Regions from separate parts of the Mus musculus genome. Here regions 2 and 3 are each linked to region 1. The links are chromatin contacts, called in public HiChIP or PLAC-seq and promoter capture Hi-C maps. All regions are on one chromosome and are shown on one strand. The core of a region is the stretch at or near the end of the contact, and the rest is flanking DNA. Distances in the headings are between cores, read along the strand shown.

Region 1 (4,862 bases), core at 1,497-3,996:
ACCCAGGGCTTTGCACATGTTAGGCATGCACTCTACCAAATGAGCTGCAGCCCCAGTCCTTGAAAACATTTAGAGCTTTTGAGCATTCTGTCTCCTGGTTACTAGTTCACCCCCATCCTTAGAAATGTTTTCTTATTTTATTTATTTATTTATTTATTTACTTACTTACTTATTTTGAAAGAGGGTCATACTATGTAGCTCTGGCTATCCTAGAACTTACTATGTAGACCAGGCTGGTCTCAGACTCACAGAAGTCTGCCTGACTTTGTCTCCTAGGTTCTAGGATTAAAGCTATGAACCACAGCACCTGGCTTGTTCTCTCCTCCTCCTCCTCCTCCTCCTCCTCCTCCTTATTTATTTATTTATTTATTTATTTATTCACTTTACATCCTGATTGCAGCCCTCCTCCTGGTCCCTCCCAGCCCCTCCTCCACATTCCCCTCCTAAAAGAAGGTGGAGTTCCTCCCCCAGCCTCCCACATCCCGGGTATCAACCCACCCTGGCACATCTAGTCATTGCATCCTCTCTCACTGAGGCTAGACAGGGCAGCCTAGTTAGGGGAACAGGATCCACAGTAAATCGACAGAGTCAGGGACGGCCCTCATTCCAGCTTTTAGGGGACCCACATGAAGAACAAGCTGCACATCTGTTACATATGTGTGGGTGCCTAGGTCCAGCCCATGCTTGCTCTTTGGTTGGTGGTGGTTCAATCTCTGGGAACCCCCAGGGGTCCACGTTAGTTGACTCTGATGATCTTCCCATGGACTCCCTATCCCCTCTGGGTTCCTCATTCCCATTTCTTCTTCTTCTTCTTCTTCTTCTTCTTCTTCTTCTTCTTCTTCTTCTTCTTCTTCTTCTTCTTCTTCCTCTTCCTCTTCCTCTTCCTCTTCCTCTTCCTCTTCCTCTCCTTCTCCTTCTCCTTCTCCTCCTCCTCCTCCTCCTCCTCCTCCTCCTCCTCCTCCTCCCTCCCTCCCTTTCCCCCTCCTCCTCCTCCTTAATACACTGTATGTATTTCTGTTCCTTAAAAAAGAAAACCAAAGGACTGGAAACCAGCTCAGTGGTTAAGAGCACCTGCTGCTCTTCCAGAGGTCCCAGGTTTGGTTCCCAACACCCACATGATAGCTCACAACTGGAGTCTGTAACTGCAGTCCAGGGGATCTGACACCTCTTCAGCTCTTGGAGAGCATCAGACAACCACATGGTGCATATACATATATACATACATACATACATACATACATACATACATCATGCATGTGTCAGGTCCCAAAGAAACTCAGGGCAAATGGCTGGCTATTAGCATACCGAAGCACACACAGCCCTCCAGGCTCACTGGTACTTGTGGCTCTTCTCACCCCAGCCCCTACCTAAACCTCTCAATCATAGGGACTGCTTCCCTTCCCGCAACTTCCTTTTCCTATGTCGCCCCACCATTACAGACTCTGCACTCTCTTGGTTCTTTTCCCTTTCCCTTGGTTCTCTTGGCTTTTTCCTCTCTTGCACCGCCCCTCCTGCCCCGCCCCTCTCTTGGCTTTTTCCTCTTTTGCCCCGCCCCTCTCTTGGCTTTTTCCATTCTTGCCCCGCCCCTCCTTGCTCCTCTCTTCTCTTCCTTCCTACTCTATTTTCTCTCTCCTCTCATGGCCCGGTCTTTTCTGCTGGCCATGTTCAATCTGGATGTGTAGCTTCAATTCCAGGGGTCCACTTCCCTCTCTGGTCTCAGGTGACACCAGTCATGCTGACATACATGCAGGCAAGAGACCATATACATAAAATGAAACAAAAAAAATAGGGGCTTGGAGAGATGGCTCAGTGGTTAAAAGCACTGGCTGTTCTTCCAAAGTACCTGGGTTCAATTCCCAGCACCCACACGGCAGCTCACAACTGTCTACACTCACGTGAACACGCATGTAGGCAGAACACCAATGTACCGATATACATAAAAATACAAATAAATACATTTTAAAAGTTAAAAAATAAGTGAAAACAAAAACACAACTGAGCCTCCCTCACAAGCACCAAAACAAACAACAAGACAACAGAAGAAGAAGAAAAAAAAAAAAACCAGAAAAAAACCCCCACCTCTCCATCTTAGAGAAAATGTTTTGCTTTTGTGGAACACTAAGAGGCAGCTTCCCCACTCCATTGTATGCATTTTTTGACAGTTTCAGAAACAGGGAGAGCAATCCTGTCCCACCTGAGACTTTTAACGGAGCTCGTGGGCTTTAGATTTCATCCATCTTTCTCAGCAAAGGCACGGTTTATGTTATTGGTTTGCCCTGAGGACAAGCGCTGCCCAGAGCTAGGCCTTGAGCCAGCACCCACATCTTCAAGAGACAGCACCGGAAAATTAACACTGGTTTCATTGCTCTTCCCTGGGCGATGCCTCCATCTTCTTTTCTCAACGTTTTCTTTCACTACTTTCCTTCCTCACAGACAAACCACCCAAGCCACAAGAAGATTATATGTAAGTTGGGGTAAATACACAAATGTAGTAGCTTAGTGCTTGAAATAGCCCGATTGTGATTGACCACAGAGAAGTATGCGTCCCAGTAGACAGGCCCAGGGCAGAGTGCCAGGCTCATTCCCTGCCTCTTTAGGCCTCTGTTTCCCTCCTATCACCACTCTTCCTACCCTGCCTTCTTGCTTCCATCCGGGAGCCAGGATCCAGCCCCTTCTCGCGGTCCTTGCGGACCTGCCCCTCCCCCGGCTTTTCCCGGGAATGCAGGACACTGCCACAGCAGTGTCCACTTCCCGTGCAGACTGAGACTCCTCCCTTCTTCTGCATGTCCCTCCCTACCGGGTCAGCTCCAGGGCGTCTGCCTCCTGCTGACTTGCTCTTCACCATTAGACAAGGTAGGTGCTGGTCGCTGGGGACAGACAAACCTGCTGGACCTTGCCTGTGGCTTTGCAGGAAAAGGGCTTTTGCTGGTGCAGATGTGAGGCGCTTCCAGGATCATTTTCCAAAATGAGCTGCCATATATACTGTCCTGGCAAAAATGGCAAGGACCACAGCCAGCCCTAGGTGCCCACCCTTGACTTCTGAGGATATTTTTCTGTAGGTATTCAGATGTTTGCTTTTAAAAACAGCTGAGAGTTTGTAGTCAAACTCACGTCCCTGAGAAGAACCCTTCTTCCCTGACCTTAAATACTATTTTTAGGCTGGGCATTTTGATTATATTGTTGTTGTTGTTGTTGTTGTTGTTGTTGTTTTGTGAAGATGGAATCATGAACAAACTGAGCATATTTGCATTAAACTCAGTACCCACGTCTGGCAACAGTTCTTCTGGGTGGATAGAAGCAAAGACAGGCTGTCATATAAGAATATGACATCCTAGATGGTGGGTGGATCTTGCCAAGACAGTGTGGTTTTACACTCCATGGCCACTGGGGTTGGCCCAGGTCCTAAAGAGACTGGCCGATGCAGTTTATATCCACTTGCTGACAGAAAAGGACACCTGTTGTCCCCAGAGTCCGTTTAAAACAAGGTAGTCAGAATGGAGCCCTGGGCACACACACACCACGGGACAGCCTGCTGGGCCTGCAACAGAGAGAACAGACCAAAGGCATGGCAGTGATTGGCATGATTAAAGAGGTCTCTATGTGCCGCTTAGGTCTAGTTTTCTATCTAACGCTGTCCAAACCGTGGACCTGCTGCAGACCGTGCACATGGTCAGGAAAACTAAGTACTTGGGGGAGGGAACAGCAGAATCACTCAAGGCTAGGAGTTGGCTCTGCCTTCCTCAGGGCAGGACACAAAATCAGGCGCAGTGAAGTTTCTACAACCTTTAACCTGGCAGGCTGCCAGCCCCTCCCTCCTTAAACACCAGCTTTCTACAGGATCAAACTTGCCCTTGTACTCTGAGCCCATGTCTGTGACTCCTTTTTGCAGGTACTTCCTGCTGCAATCTTGTTTGTGCACTCTGAGCTTGTTAAGGCTCTCTATCTATCTATCTATCTATCTATCTCTATATATATATACTTCTTTTGGACAAGTTCATTGTGTGATCTGACTTCTGAGCTACACCAATCCTCAGAGCTTTAAATCAGGAAATCTGTACTCTGAGACATGCTTTCTTGCTGTGTCTGACTTCCAGGGGGCAGGGAAAGTGATAGAGTTTTGCTCCTAAAAGACAGCCTTCCACAAAAGGTGAACATTCATCCAGGTGTAAACAGCCGAGGGTTTATGGTAGTCACGACAGAGGGGACTGATGTTCTAGCTGATTCGAGAAAGATGTCACAAAGAGCAGACTTAGATCCAGCAAGGGAAGACCCCAGGAAGGTGTCTATGACACCTATGACAAAGGAGACATGGAAAACCCTTGGAGGGGATGAGGGAGCCCTTGGTGGAGGTGAGGTGGCCCTTGAAGGGGATGAGGTGGCCCTTGGTGGAGGTGAGGTGGCCCTTGGAGGAGGTGAGGTGGCCCTTGGAGGAGGTGAGGTGGCCCTTGAAATTTGCCCATCACACCTACAACAGGAATGTAGGTTGTGCTCAAGCTCCTTGTGTAGCCAAGGGCAACCCTGAACTTTTGCCTTTTACCTCCTCAGTGATCAGATTACAGGTCCGTGCCACCATGCTGTATTTGAGGTCTGGCGATTGAATCCAGGGCTTCATGCATGCCAGATGAGCACTCTCTCCACCAACTGAATGACCCCAGCCCACATTGTCCTTTGCCTTGTCATTTATAGAGAGATTTGCCTGAGGGGGGCAGGCTGGTAGGAGCAACAAATGCCCTACTACAGGAAAAAGCCTGTGACTGATAAATTTGCAGTGTCTCCCATGAACAATTATGGGGAATCTAGTACTTTGTGCCAATAGCCATCGTCCTGGCCAGACATTATCATCAGGATGTTGTTCTTAGGGC
Region 2 (4,862 bases), core at 925-3,424, 230 kb before region 1:
TAAAACAGAATGAATTGCACACCCCAAAAAGACATTTGCAGTGAGTAGGGTGTAACGACACAAATGGCAGCCTTAGGCTTGGAGAAGCAAATGCAGGAGGGTTCCAAGTTCGAGGCTAACATGGGCTTTCTGACGAGATGCTGTTTCAAAATAGAGATTCATACAGGGTGGGGGCGCATCTTAATTCTTGGTGTATATGAATGTGATCTTATTTGGAAATAGTACACTTGTGGATAAAAATCTAAAGATCTTAAGGGGCCACCCAGGAGACAGAGAAAAGAGTACATGAAAATGGGGGTTATGCTTAGAGCAATATCATTATACACCCAGGAGTGCCTGGCTATGCGAGGGACAAGAAGAGGCACAAAAGCCACACATCAGAGACAGGGAGCATGGCTCTGCCATCTCCTGGATTCCTGACTTCCAGACTTCTGAACTGTGGGAGTAGGACCCATCCAGTCTGAAACCAGCACCCCTCCCCAACCCAGCACAAGGCCAGTACTGCCTTCTGACTTCCTCCCCTGACTCCCATCATGCTCAGGGTGTCACCCTTGCCCCATTTCCCACTTAGGAAACACCCATTCCAGACCATGGCTCAGCTCCTGCTGCTGAGTCCCCCATTGTAGCTTAGGCCTTCTCTATAGCCCCTCCCATTCAAGGACCAGGACTCAGGTCTCAGGAAACTGACTCACTGGTGATGAGCAGCTCTCATGTGGTTCACAGGGGTGACAGCCGGGTGACAATGACAGGTAATTTGTCTAGATGTCCCCTCCAAGAACAAAGCTGTCAGACCAAATGGTGAGTGACTACCTCAGAACTATGGGGGGGGGGGGGTTCCCTTCTCAGTGGGAGCAGCAGTTCTCTTCCCTGTGGCCTGCAAACTCTGTTTCTCATGCCTCAGTGAGGGAGGGCACGTCTAACGACAGCAGTTTTGAAAAGCAATTTCAATCCTGTGTTTATAAGTCCTTTCAGTGCAGTAACTCATGCGCACGAGCTCTGGAAGATCTTGGGGAGTCACAGGGAATGTGAGGGCTCCTGACGTCCCTAGAGATGGTTCTTCTATTGAGCAATGTAAGGCAGGAAGCCAAAAAGAATGACTTCTTGGCAGAAAATGAGGAGACAGGAAAGGAGTTCACACAACCGGATTCTAGGAACCCAGAGCGGCTAAGACTGGGTGAGATCAGCACGGGGAGCACACAGAGTGGGTACAGATGACTTCATAGGACTGCTGGCACAACTGCTGGTAGTCTGTCAGAGTCAGGTGTGTGCCAGGGTGGAGGGTGACTGGAGGAGGCAGCAGGGGATAGAATCTGGGGTCTCAAGGTGAGTAAGATGGGGGGCCTGAGCTGGAGACACAAGGGAGTTGAGAGACTGGCCCAGAAAGAAGCCAGGAATCCCAACTCTTTCAAGAGCATTAACTGAGTGGACACACCTGCTCCCTGAGTACCCTGGTAAAGCTATTGGGGAGTAACTGAGACTTCCCTCGCTGCAAACCTGGAGGCAGGTGTGTTTCTCTCATTATCTCACAGGGCTGCATCTGACAGCTGCTTTTACTCTTTCTTTGTATCAATATGCAGATTCCAAGCTTTGTAAAAAGATCTTGTGAGAGAGAAAGTGATTTAGACCCTAGGAATTTTACTAAGTTTCTAGTAGACATCCAAAACATTGTACCCTGTTTCTTTAATCAAAGACATTTCTTTTTCCTCGTGGGTAATATAAATATCAAACCCAAGTAGATATAAACTGATCAGCTCAAATATATAGAAGGATATCAGTTATGCATAAAATAAACCAAAAAAGATGAACACTAGTTATACACACACGCGCACACACACACACACACACACACACACACACACAAACAGCAATTTACTTGACAGGTATAAAGAAAGAAAGGGGCCATCCTGCAGCTTCCATCCCTGGAGGGAAGTGGGGTCCTGTCAGCCTCAGTCGCACCCCATCAGTGGCACCTGTTGTAAAAGTAGGTATTTGTTTGGCACACTTGCAAAACCTAAAATAAAATCTGACTGTGCCATGCAGGCCTGTACTGAAAGCCCTTGTCATTTGGGTACCTTTTCTTCTTCCAGCGACCGGAAGGCTGGGTGAGCTCATACCAAGAGGGACAATGCAGCTGACTAAGCAAACACACAGAGCAAACACTTTGCAAATGTTTGCTGCTGCTTTAAACCGACTAAAGGAAAATGAAGAGGAGGCCATGGGGCAATGCACAGCAGCAGGGATTCCAGGGTTCAGCGGCTTAAAGGGCTTGCTGCCAAGTCTGCTGACCTGAGTTGTCCTCTGACCTTCACCTAAGCGCCATGACTAGCACACACACGTGCACACAGTAAATAAACAAATCTTTAAAGAGATGCCACAACAAGATCAGGAAGAAGCCATCCCAGAGCTTAGGATTCTAGATGTAGCGCTGGGAGGCAGCGGGGCTCAGGAAGTTCCAGGCCAATCGTTTAAGCTAAGATCCTCACGATGTAGAGAATTTTATGCAAGAATCATTCACCCACAAGCAGACAGTAGAAGAACGCTTGCCGTCTGTGACTTACTGAGAGACCCTTGTCACCTCCTTCCGGCTGCTCAGAGTCACCTTGGCTGCAGCTGCAACACTTAGTGCGCTTGCCCCTTAGATCCCTCTAGACTCAGATGCATGGAGGTTGATCATATGCCTCAGAGTATTGGTTCCTAATACCTGGAGCAGTGCCTAAAGGAAGCTGCCAGGGTGGGGCTGGGGAACACTAGTTTTGCTTTTTGTTTTGTAAAGAATAATAAGTTAATAAATAGCTAAGGCTTCACCACCAAAAACGGATAAAGACGGAGTAAAAAGATAGGCCGAGATAGCGTAAAACAAGTCACCACACTGAAAGAAGAGTGATCCTGTCTCACCAGGTGACGCTTCACCAAGTCAATTCTGCGTTACAACAACAGTACAAAATGACAACACAAATTTACTCATTTTCAGTTTGTGAAATCAAACTAGAAAGTTGAGATCATAGTATAGTTACAAAGTCAAGAAAATGCCATTAATCTTGTCTGCAGAAAGAATTGAAGACAGAAGGAGAAGTGGGTAGTGAGGGGGCTGGGGGCGCGAGGAAAAGCTGAGAAACAAGAGCCAGAAGTGAAAGGTATGGAGCTGAGGTCAAAATAAAACAGGCAAGGGTGGGCATGGTGGTAGACATCTACAATCTGAGGCCAGCGGAGCTCAAGTTTGAGGCCAACCTGGGCTACAGAGTGAAAACCTGTTCCAAATACGCAAGCACGCAAGCACGCAGGCACCCACGTACGCACCTACGCACTCACGCAAGCACGCACGCACGCAAGCATGCCCGCCATACAAGGAATGAGAATAATACATGCAAATGATGCAGATGGCTGGCTAGGTCTGACTCAAAAGGAGGAAAATGAGGGATAGGAACAAAAATCTCCATCTGCCACAACAGTGAGTCGTGAACATCACCCTGAACTGATAAATCAAGACTCATCATGAGTGAGCAAGTTCCCAGCCAGAAGAGCGCCGGTCCCGGCCAGATGGAATGAAAGTGGAAGCGAATAGGGTGGAAAGTGATCCATCACTCTGGGCAGCCGCCAGGCAAGCGGTCTGGGGAGAAAACCACCACAATTCGTTGCAAGCTCTCGGGCTTCTAAATGGTTTTCTAAATGTGTGTGTCTGATACTTCAGCAAAATAAGAGCGGAAAACAAAACACGGGAGTGAGAATACAAATCATGGGGATACAGGTAGAGCAGACGAACCAGAGATAACCCTTTGTCCTTAGCAGTTAAGCATTAAAGAAATGCCAGGATAATGGAAAGAATACACAAACAACTTTGTTGGGCAAGTTAATAACCAAGCAAGGTGTGGTGGTGGCACTCGCCTGCAAACCCAGACCTCAGCAGGAGGCAGCAGATTGAGATCTTAAGGGTAGCCCAAGATAAAAATCGACAACACGTCTCGACGGGCCCACCCGCCACACACACTCACCGAGCATGGGAACTCATGCCTCAAATCCTAACATTTGACAAGCTGCACTGTGCTTTAAAGCCCAGTCCGGGCTACGTGGTAATTTCTGGACCAGCAGGGACTACAGAGTAAAACCTTGCCTCAGAACACAAAGCAGGGGGGGTGGAAGGGGTGGGATTTAAGGAGCCCAGGAAAACGGTTCCTCAAAGAGCGCTTGCTGCCAAGGCTGGCCACTAAAGTTCCATCTCCAGGATCCATAGGATATAAAAATAGAATGGAGTGGCTGCAGGTTTTCCTCTGACCTACACACACACACACACACACACACACACACACACACACACATACACACATGCCATGGCTTGCATGCTGGCCCTTCCCACAAAAACAAAAGAACGAACATAAAAAATTAAGGACAAAAATAAAGGTGTATGTATGTACATATATACATACATCCTAAAACATTTTATTAATCAAAAGACAAGCATTTGGGGAGCACAGAAAGAATGAAATACATACATATGTAAGTGTACTAGACACACTTAAATACAGCATTCCCTTGCTGCTAAACATCACAAGCAAAGCTAAAAGGCTGTTGGAAAACAGCAACCAAAATGAATGGTACAGTAATGTATTAGACATCAGTCTGAAGTACCAATAGTATAATTATGATATTATAATTATCCAAATGGGGAGAGGAAAGAACAGGACCGCCCCAGACCAGCAAAGAGCTAACGAGCACCCGTGAGCTTCACACCCATCAGCAGGCAGAGAAGGTAAATTAAACCATTATTGCAATATCAAATACTGAACAATAAAGACGCCATTTCAGAACTCCACAGAGAGCATGTTATTTAATTGCTGGTGGTGGGCAAACACTCCCGGCCATGTAAG
Region 3 (4,862 bases), core at 1,667-4,166, 200 kb before region 1:
AAAGGCCTCCGAGAGAAAGTATCCTTAAAACAGAAACCTCCAGGTGGTGAAAAAGCCAGCCATGGAAGACAGTCATCGGAAGACATACTGAAGAACTACAGACTGGCACTGACCAACTGACACTCCTTTACTCCCAATTCCCAGCTAGAGACAGTGTCACCTGGCCTGAGTGGACCTCTCTAGCCTTAGCTCCCCCGGGCCCTCCTCTCCACTCCAGGTCACAATCAAACCATTCCCCACCTGCCACCATCCCTTGGTTCCCCACCTGCCTGACCAGAATGTCTTCTGCCACATACCACCTCACTCCCTAAGTCCCCGCAGGACACACAGAACACAGGCCTGGCCCTGGGACCCAGAGATAAAAAAGCCGAGGCAGGACTCTTCCCTCAGGGGTCCCCAGGGACATCTGATGGGTGCAAAGAGGTAGAGACTCAAAGCAGAACAACAAAGGCCCTTCAGACTCTATCTTCACAATCAAGGGAAGAGAAAAACAGCAAGAGAAAGCTTGGGTGCAAGATCAGACTATAATCTCTTCACAACAAATTAGAGAAATGAGGAGACAGACAGTAAGCGATGGTCATATGTACGGGACTTCTCCAGACTCTGGGGCAGGACGGTGTTTCAGGCCCACAAACCACACAGCAGGGACTGTCGTTTCAGGTGAGCTACACAGAAGACAAACAAGAGCAGAGGGAGGCTGCTACCTGTCCTCCAGAGCCTCAGGGCCTGGGAGGGGCTTCCCAGGGGTTCTGGAATTCATTCTGTCACTCACAAGCCTGCTGTGCACTGTGCACGGTTTAACTCGTTCTCAATTTCCCTTGCTGTTTTCAAACGTGGTTGCTCGTTTGGGATTTTTTTTCCTCTCTCCGGAAAGTATAATAAAGCTGGACGGCCAACGGCCACTCACAGGTGTACGCTTCCAAGCAGACAAGGCTTGCTCAGGAAGGGGGAGGTTTCTAACGCCAGCGCCTAACCCAGAAAAGTCGCTTACTTAAACTGAAAGTGGAGCAGAGCAATAGCCCCCTGAGCCTCTCCTCCCGCTGCATGCCAGCTGGAACAGCCACCGCGGGCACCAAGGTGGTGCTGACCTCACCAGACCCATCTCCCTGTCACATCACAAGCACAAAACATTCCTCCAAGTTCAATGTCGGGTTATCGAAAGCAGAAAGTGACACCCTGGCTTCACCCTTGCCTAAGCCTGACCCAGACTGCAATCAGGCACAAAACATTGCGCATATACAGCCCCCAGGATAAGCCAAAGGCACGGGGTCACCATATTTTCCGTCAGCTGTGACTCCCAAGCAGAAGCACGGGCGTCCCTAATTTGTTCAAAGCTGAGTCTGCAAAAAAACCACGGGGCCTCTGGGAACATGGAAATCAGGTGAGGTTGTTTGTCCGCCCAGCAGAGACTAATGGGGACACGGCCACAGCGGTCACTTTCCCATTTACTAGTCAGTGGAAACAGCTCTCCAACTTTTTTTTTAAACTTTCTTACTATCTCTGAATCTTGGCGTAATAAACGGAGACTGCCTCCTTACTTCCCCGCGTGCTGACCCTGGAGTGTGCCCCTACTGAGCTGCGCAGCACCCGGCCTGCCTGAAGCGTGGCTGTGAAGGCTCATTGGCTTCGACCCGAGCGGTGACCGCACATAAAGCTGGCTGGTCGCCGCGCGGGCCACTAGGAAAAGCACGTAAAAAGCCAGGGCGGTTTAGGTAATGAAAGGAACTGTAGCTTCCAAATCCTAATCCAACGTGTTAGGCAAAGACAGCGGGAGAGGCAGAGCGGACAAATGCGGATGGGGGTAGGAAAATGTCCCCTGAAAGTGAGTAGAGACCATTGCCTACCTGGTGCCTGGGGAAAGGTAACAGTCAGAGGGGCACTGAGTGGAAGGGACACCACACACACACACACACACACACACACACACACACACACACACACATCTCAGATGTCACCACATTTCCAGCGCGGAGAATTCTTCCTCTGGGGAGAATTCGGGGATACCGGGGCGGTAAAGGGTCCTGGATGAAGTAGGAAGCCGGGCTGGACCATCTCTGCCCGCTCGGCAAATGGGGTCCCAATTGCCTCACAGGAAGGAAAGGGTGCTCTGAGCGGCAGTTGATCCAGGATTGGAGTGACAAGGAAATGCGGGCAAGGGAGAAGAGCGGAGGGAACCCAAACCCTGTCGGGACTTACCCGGCCGTTGCGGTCAGTCTCCCGTACCTCCTCGGAACTCGGCCCGCGCCGCACTAGCGCCCGCAGCAACCCCACGTCGTTGGCGCAGGCGGCGCGCAGGAGGGTCGCCGCCTCAGGGACGCCCTCCGGGACGCTCTCCGCGCTCACCGAGCCGTACTCTTCCTCGCCTCCGGGAGGGTAGAAGGAATCGTCCGATGCGATGCTGCGGGTGTCCGGCAGACTAGAGAAGTCTTCGTACTCCTCGTAGTCCGCTGGGTCTTCTCCTGTCTGCTCGCTACGGGGTGGCGTCGGCGACTGCGGGGACAAGCAGCGTGTCCCGCCGCCCTCCGGCCCGGGCCCAGCCAGCAGCACCATGCTGGAGGCCAAGGCGCGGGCCGGGGGCTGGGGCTCGAATTAGGGGACACGAAAACGGGGCGCGCCCGGAGGTCACCGACCCTTGGCCCCTGCGTTCGCAGAAGAGCAGGAGCCCCGCGCGCTCCAGCCTGGCAGAAAGCAGCTCCAGGCGGCTGCGCTCCCGGTGCAAAGTCACTGGCGACTGGAGAAAAGCCCCTTGGGTGGGAGGAGCCGCCGGGGGCTTTCCCTGCCCCGCCGGGCGGGGTGAAAGCGAGGCAGCGGGCGGGGCGCCTTCCCGGTTAGAGTCCCGGGAGCATCAGAGATCCTCTCCAAACCGTGCCACCACCACACGGCCACTTTGTCCCGAGCAGGGAAAGGCTTGTTCGGGAGATCCTGAAGCTGTAACTCGAGAGGCTGAAAGCTAGCGTGAGGGACAGCAGGCGCCCCGCCCCGCCAAGGGCTGCTCCCTGGGGGCCCGGGCGGAGATGGAGTCCGGAGACGCCAAAGGCTAAGCAAGTTTCCAGCGTCGGAAAGTACCCGCACCAGGAGGCTCGCCCCTTTCCCACTCCCCACTGAGGACCGTAATCCGCCCCAGGGCCGAAGGAGAGGGGCAGCCGCAAGACCGTCACCTCTCGGGCAGTCCTAGTTCTGACCAGTTGCAGTCCTGGGACTCCCTGAAAACTCTCTTGGAGAGTGGAAAAGCGTCCGCTCGGGGCGAATGGTGGAGCTGTCCACTTAGGAGGAAATTCCATCTTGGGGAGAACCTGTCCTAGTGACGATCCTGATCCAAATAAGGACCCGAGGCTGATTTGGGGAGAGAGGGGCTAACTTGAAAGGAAGACAGGGTCTGCAGAGTCTCCAAGTCACCCAAGCCGGCTGTGACTGGCAGGTTGATAGGAAAAAAATCTTAGGGAGATGGAAAAGTGATCAGGAACCGCAGGGAGGATGACGGGGTGAAGAGAGACAGCACCTGGTCAGAGCCGTGAGAGGGCTCTACTCTCCCCAACTCCTGACTATTGTCACTTGGCAGAGGGGAGAGGGTGGTAACGGGTCATGGAAGATGAACCAGAGAAGGCTGGAGACCGACCAGCTTTGATCCCAGGACTAGAAACAAACATTTCGGAAATCGAGATTACTGGCCATGTTGAGTTGTCGGAAGTGTGTGGATGAATTTATCACTTGGAGCCCCCCTCACTATAAAGAGGAGGAGGTGGCATGGCCCTGTTCTAGAGGAAAACTTGTATATCCCAGCTGTGTCTCATGAGGCAGCAAGAAACCCCTCACTTCTCTCTCACCCCACTGCCTCCTCTTCATTTCTACCCATCCTGACAGCGAGCCTACCAGGCACGTCAGCCCGTGGGAGGCCCAAAGGGGAACACGACTAAGATCCTGGAGACAAGACACAAGGACCTGGATGTGGGTGGGCAAGCCAAAGGGCATAGTGGGAAACCTCGTGCAGTATACTCCAAATGGGCACTGGAGCCGGCAGGCAGTGATGGCACAAGCCTTTAATCCCAGCAATTGGGAGGCAGGGGCAAGCGGATTTCTGAGTTCGAGGCCAGCCTGGTCTACAGAGTGAGTTCCAGGACAGCCAGGGCTGTCTCAAAACAAAACACAACAAAAAAACAAACAAACAAACCACCAACAACAACAACAACAAAAAACAGGCACTGCAGGCTGAAAGACTTTCCAGAGTTCTAGGGTGCCTAGAGCCACCCGCACTGGGCCAGTCACACTGAGGTTGTGGGAGGATCTGGTGTACCGGGGCTTTCTTTCTGAAAACCAAAATCCCCCCACTCCCAAGCACTGTTCAACTTCTCTCGCCATCTGTAACTGTCCACAGCTGCATAAATTCCCGCTGGGAATTTCCCTTTCCAGGTCAGCTTCTGTTACAGGGACCCAGGGGATTTACAAGGGACAGTTGCTCCCTAAACCGTGTGTGCTACAGCGAAGGTGGCAAGGTGGCGGCAAGGGCTGGCTGGCCTCACTGAGAGGAGTCTCAGTGTGGCAGAGGGTTGCGTTAAAATCTGAATCCATCACCAGAATCCTCAACCCCATGGGACGGCTTCGGGGGACAGAGCTGTTTCTCAGGATGGGGGAGGAGCTGTCCTGAAGCCAGCTCTAGCTTATCTTCACGGATGGGAGGAGAATGCTTATTTATCTACTTCCCTTTTTCTTTCTTTCTCAGAAGTTTAGGTCCAAATAGCACCGAGAATCATTTGCCATTTAAAGATAAACACGAACGGAACCGGGTATAACTCTGCAGCCTGCCTAGGGTATAGGTTTAGTCCCCAGCACTGGAAGAGCAGCAGGTATAAATAAATAGCTCCGAA

What was found. HiChIP or PLAC-seq counts read pairs in DNA pulled down with a chosen protein or histone mark. Capture Hi-C pulls out chosen DNA fragments and counts their contacts.
Region 2: a contact with region 1 is called in an H3K27ac HiChIP or PLAC-seq map of extraembryonic endoderm stem cells. The contact joins the enhancer-like site here to the promoter of Cmbl in region 1. A contact is called at or near these places in 6 of 39 promoter capture datasets (the 3T3-L1 cell line, the HPC-7 cell line, HPC-7-derived erythroid cells and 2 more), 2 of 484 Hi-C or Micro-C datasets (liver and nephron progenitors), 4 of 115 datasets of contacts at active chromatin or transcription factors (embryonic stem cells, extraembryonic endoderm stem cells, pancreatic cancer cells and 1 more) and 1 of 9 other capture datasets (adipose tissue).
Region 3: a promoter capture Hi-C map of pancreatic islet shows a contact between it and region 1. The contact joins the promoter of Ankrd33b here to the promoter of Cmbl in region 1. A contact is called at or near these places in 2 of 484 Hi-C or Micro-C datasets (liver and neutrophils), 1 of 115 datasets of contacts at active chromatin or transcription factors (embryonic stem cells) and 3 of 9 other capture datasets (adipose tissue, liver and pancreatic islet).

What each region holds. Positions count from the first base shown.
Region 1 is chr15:31,566,087-31,570,948 of GRCm38.p6, forward strand. Cmbl (carboxymethylenebutenolidase-like (Pseudomonas)) reads left to right here and starts at 2,747. Exons shown (of 6, transcript NM_181588.4): 1 at 2,747-2,853.
Region 2 is chr15:31,341,602-31,346,463 of GRCm38.p6, forward strand. All of the region lies in intron 1 of Ankrd33b (ankyrin repeat domain 33B), which reads right to left. Among named protein-coding and RNA genes, the nearest start is that of Ankrd33b, 24 kb to the right of the region's middle. Within about 2 kb of position 2,175, at least 112 of the 459 cell types and tissues checked have an H3K27ac peak or open chromatin away from gene starts, as enhancers often do. A contact at or near this core is called in adipose tissue, extraembryonic endoderm stem cells and liver, where this site is marked.
Region 3 is chr15:31,364,843-31,369,704 of GRCm38.p6, forward strand. Ankrd33b (ankyrin repeat domain 33B) reads right to left here and starts at 2,917. Exons shown (of 4, transcript NM_001164441.1): 1 at 2,197-2,917. The coding sequence starts at 2,550.